Regions from separate parts of the Bombyx mori genome. Here region 1 is linked to region 2. Evidence: chromatin contacts called from public Hi-C data. All regions are on one chromosome and are shown on one strand. Each heading gives the region's core, a stretch centred on a gene start, on an enhancer-like site or on the middle of the called end of the contact. The rest is flanking DNA. Distances are from core to core; before and after follow the strand shown.

Region 1 (2,700 bases), core at 92-2,591, 120 kb after region 2:
ATATTCAAATCAATCTGTATTGACATATCAATAAAATTTTTTTGTCCAAATGCACAGATTGCCACCTTTGATAATAGACGACTCATATAACATTCATGACTCTAGGTCACGTAGTGAGTATCATTATTTCCTAAAAAATTTGCATTTATTTTAATAATTTACGCGACCTTGCTCATCGAAAATGCGCAACGCCATACGATACAAAAAAATGTTTTTAATCAGATTTTTTCTTGCGGCTTGGCTCTGCCCCTGGCATTGTTGAAGTCCATGGGCGACGGTAACCACTCACCATCAGGTGGCCGTAAGCTCGTCTACCTACAAGCCTTCTTCTTCTTCTTCTTTGTCGCTTCCTCATTACTGAGGGTCGTGACCACCTTGGTCCAGTTTTTGCACTAGCTTTCTCGAAGCCTACAATGTCCAAAAAAAAGTTAAAAAAAAACACTGTAGCCCCTGTATTATTCAATTTTGAAAAACTGAAGGCACGTACCTACGTACCGGTCGATTATCATAGGAAATACTGAACTCCACATTTTGAGACTTAATCCAAGGTGCACTACACTTTTATTTTTTATTTTCAAATACGAATAAAGCACAGCCCTATGTTCTAGAATTCTTTGAAATCTGACAATTCGGATAAATCAATCAGATTTCAAAGCTTTAAAATAATGAAATATATTAAAAATAGAATGAAATTAGGACATATTATGAATCAGCACGCCTAGGTACCAACTGCCTCTTTCTATCCGAGGCCTAGTGTATTCTACTCTTCAAAGTAGGACAGCTATTATCCATGTTCCTAATTACATGAACGCAATGGATTCTCGAGGAGTTGCCCGTAGAGTTCATCCGTACTATCTGGAACTGCCGCGTTCATCAACAACGCGTTTCCATTAGCATCTAGCCCTGGAATGAACTCCCCTCCGCGGTGTTTCCAGATCACTATGACATGTCCTTTTTCAAGAGTGAGTGCTCTCGGCAATAGATAGGGACTTTTTTTTTATCGCTGAGATGGGTGGACGAGCTCACAGCCCACCTGGTGTTAAGTGGTTACTGGAGCCCATAGACATCTACAACGTAAATGCGCCACCCACCTTGAGATATAAGTTCTAAGGTCTCAAGTTTAGTTACAACGGCTGCCCCACCCTTCAAGCCGAAACGCATTACTGCTTGACGGCAGAAATAGGCAGGGTGGTGGTACCTACTCGTGCGGACTCACAAGAGGTCCTACCACCAGACTTGGCTGTGCCCTTAAAGCACTACGCATCCTCGGGCTGTGTGGGCGTGTGTGCTCACAGTGAGCATTCATCAGAGCATGTATCGTTCGGAACGCACGCTTGAATGTACCGTTGTAAGCTTAAGGTTGATGCATGCGTGACGAAACCATTCCCGACGCACGTCTCGCGATTTCTGTACGTGGCTTAACATTAAAAATCAGCGACGATGACGACACGTGAGTCGTACGCTCATCTTAGCGCCGCGCCGATCCCCCGGCAATGACTTTGTGCGAAACCCATAAAGCGCCTCCTATTTTTACAAATCTTCATTATCTTTTTTTCAACGTTTCAACGTAGGTATTTTTTTTATTTTTATTTTTACTTAATTTATTGCCTAAAAGCACCGTTAATGGATCGGGAGGATCCGTAATGACGTGTTTTGGGCGACGTCGACTGTTTACCAATCGGTCTACAGGATCGGGTATGTAGTTTCCAGCGGCCACGACAAGAGGGTTCTCATGTCGTGCCGCCTTCTCAATCAGCGCTGCCTATGACCGTACTAACTAATTAGGTACGGTTGCTGCTACTGACCTGAACCATAGGGTTGTCGAAGCCTCCCATTGCGTAGGTCCAATGGAGGGTCGGTAGGACTCCGTACGCCGCCCACCCGATGAAAACGCACATTTTGACTAAATAAGGAACATTGAAACGTGGCATTTGAAGGGCCATCGCTATAATGAAGATCAATGTTACTGAAGTCATGTAGAACGCTCTTAGTTCCTGTAAGAAAAGAAAAGAATAACAATTATCTCTTTGTATCTGTAACCTTTATTAGTCTGATGTGTTTTATATGATACTAGCGACCCGCTCTCGCTTCGCTTCGGAAACTGTAATTTATTATTGATTTCTCCACTATTTAATGGATGTTATTATACATATAAACCTTCCTCTTCAATCACTCTATCTATTAAAAAAAACCGCATCAAAATCCGTTGCGTAGTTTTAAAGATTTAAGCATATATAAGGATATAGGGACAGAGAAAGCAACTTTGTTTTATACTATGTAGTGATTATGAGTAATTCAAAAAATAATTAAGATTTTACGCTATAATGTAATCGCATTATGACATACATAAATGTATGTCAATGGGTTTCTGTAACCACATAATCCAAGGATGCACACACATAGCGCATTAAAAATAATTAAATATAGTTTGAAAAAAAAAACACTGTTGTAAAGAAAATAAAAATAATCATATTTTTATCCTGACGTCCTGCATTAAGCCAAAGTGAATTTATTGTAAATTTATTGTATTTAAATCGATCTTTGAGACGTTTTACTGGTGGTAGGACCTCTTGTGAGTCTGCAAGGGTAGGTAGCACCACCCCGCCTATTTCTGCCGTGAAGTAGTAATCCGTTTCGGTTTGAAGGGTGGGGCAGCCGTTTTAACTATACTGAGACCTTAGAACTTATATCTCAAGGTGG
Region 2 (2,700 bases), core at 23-2,522:
CACGGGTGTCAAGTGATTGTCAGTTTATAGTGGCCAAACATCTTGAGACATGAGGTCAAAGTTATTTGTATAGTATATAGTATAACTTCAAATCAGTACACATGACTGCTTCTTCTACTGTCTACATGTATAGATTTACAATACACTCTACCACTAGTGTATGCTAGCTGGTGATCCCAGTATGGCAGTGTCATAATTACAGAATGCTGAATGATGCCATGGTACCCGTAATTACCTTTTATGACAACTATGGGAAGGAGATAGGGAACCAGAGAAAAGGATAGTAACATTAAAATTTTAGAAGTTTTATGTATCGATCTGAGACTGAGGGAAATAGTTCTCAGTTATGAAAGGTGTTAGTGAAGAAGAAAACCATTTTGATAAAAATCGTTTTTCTTAGCATGGACTATGTTAAAAGCTATATGATGCAACCTAGGGTAGCAGATTATGTATGATACTACACTAGCCTACATGTGTTTATTCTCTAAGTGCTGAATAATAGCTAAAATGGATTTTTACTGTCTTGGAACTTCCATTAGAAATTTAAGGCTATGAAACATATCCAATTTAAAAAATTGCAATGAATAAACAACAATAAACAACAATGACGATTCTTCATTTAAAGTTCCTTTAAAATGATGCTGTCAGAGTTTAATGTAATTTGAAATATTTTAAAGTAGACCAAAACATGGACCTTTTTTGTTAGGAGCTTGTGATCTGGTCATAGCCCATTACTTGTTTATTTCCTCATTTCATTATTGTTTAAATTATATTATGGTGTCCACTTTACCAGCACATAGGCATTGGAAATTGTATTATTCAAGAGAAATTATCAATGTATTCTTTTTTGACGCCTTTAAGGCAGTTTGAAGAACAGTTTACTTCTAACTAAAATCAGAAAGTGAGAGTAACGTATTTTTTGCATTAAAATTTAATGATGTAAGTAGTAGGAAATCGAAAAAACGGTTTCCTAATTTTATTGCAAGTATTTTTACGTATTTTACTTAATTTGGATTAAGCACGACAAGGTCAGCCTTAATTACAGTCTTTGAAGTAGAATGATTGAAGCATGAGACAGAAAATATTAAAAACTTACTTGTACAACAAAGGAACGTTAGAGACAGTAGACAAACAGCAAACGTGTTTGTCATCGTTGCGAATGTAATTTAAGTTCAACACTCCAGCTTTGATTTTGGCTCTCCAAATACTAAAATTTAAATAACTCTGTTCTAATTTTATTGCGTATCGATTGATATCAAAATGTTAAGTCACCGCTGTCAGTCACTAAATTCACAATACTAAATTTTGCTGCGAGCAAAGCAGCAAGTGGCATAAAAACAAATACAAGCAAAAAATAAATCAAAGCTGTCAAAGTCAACATTGCGTGACATAAAATGTCAATGTCACATATGTCAATGTGATGTTTATCTGCTAGCATAACATATATTAGCCATGGAGTTAATAAGTACATAGTAACTCTATGATATTAGCATAATTAAAACGTTTAATGGTTTTTTAATTAGGTTTGCAATGTAATACTCTATCAAAACTGTTACTAAAACTGTAATAAACTATATATATAATCTATTAATGGTTTCTATTAAAATTGTTTTTGGAAATAGATAATTATTCATTACAAAGAAAATAGTATTTGTTTGCACAGTTTTGAAATTATTCTATTCATCCATAGATGGCGGTTGTTAATCAATTTACTACTCGTTATGTATGTATTCATTCATAGATGGCGGTTGTTAATCAATTTACTACTCATCAATAGATGGCACAGTATTCTGTGTTACTCAAGGTGCCAACCAGATTAACAAAAAATAGCGAAATTAGTTTCAATTAATGTTTCTACAATATTTTACCATTAAACATGCCAATGAAAGTGTCATACAATGAAAAAAAAATCTTTGGCAATGAAAGCAAAAAGCATGCACTGGTAGGCTACAAATCCTGTAGGTAGGTACGTCTGTCTACTCGGAGTCCGATAACGCTCTAAATCGAGCATTGAGCCGATAGGTAGGTAATTTTTTAAATAATTTTCAGAATTTACCTAACATTGTATTCTCACAAGACTTCCTAAACGCAGAAACAAAATTGTAATAAAAAAACTACATACAAGATTACATAGGTAGTTCTAGTGTGAAGGTGTATGTACATATTGCCAATTATGAACGAATGATTTGGAAGCAAGAGCAATAGGTAGTGCAAACTTTTGTAAAATGTCATTGGGCTAAGGTTTATGTTCGTCTGTCTACAACAGCAGTAAATACATAAAAACATCCATAAAGTAGTCATTGTAGAGTCATTGTAGAGGTAGGTACTTTTAATACAACAATAAAGAAACTTCTAGAATAAAATTCACGAGGAAATAGAAAAGCATATTCATTTCCCAGGTTGATTTTTCTGAGACACAATTAGAAGGTTTTCCTGCGGGATTGGAGTCGGGTCGAGTAATAAAATTAAGAAGACGCCCCGGTCGGACGGTCGCGGTAAGTCGATGTCTTCCGTGGGCATAAAACAAATCCGCCCGGAGCCGGCCCGTGAGGACTGCCGCACACAGCCAACTATGGAGACTTGTTTGCAAAACAATAATATTATAGCTTATTCATTGCATCAAACATAGTGTTACAATTGCAGTGTAACACTATACTTGAGACCTTAGAACTTATATCTCAAGGTGGGTCGCGAATTTAC

The links. Hi-C and Micro-C count contacts between places; a contact is called where the count stands out from the background.
Region 1: a contact with region 2 is called in a Hi-C map of midgut, with 3 times the contacts expected there. The contact joins the enhancer-like site here to the promoter of Sap-r in region 2. A contact is called at or near these places in 3 of 7 Hi-C or Micro-C datasets (middle silk gland, midgut and posterior silk gland).

The regions. Positions count from the first base shown.
Region 1 is chr12:4,978,375-4,981,074 of ASM3026992v2, forward strand. It overlaps LOC101738133 (progestin and adipoQ receptor family member 3), which reads right to left. Exons shown (of 7, transcript XM_004929400.5): 5 at 1,806-1,994. Among protein-coding and RNA genes, the nearest start is that of LOC134199819, 5.3 kb to the left of the region's middle. Within about 2 kb of position 1,342, at least 1 of the 8 cell types and tissues checked has open chromatin away from gene starts, as enhancers often do.
Region 2 is chr12:4,858,285-4,860,984 of ASM3026992v2, forward strand. It overlaps Sap-r (saposin-related), which reads right to left and starts at 1,273. Exons shown (of 23, transcript NM_001043366.1): 1 at 1,097-1,273. The coding sequence starts at 1,151.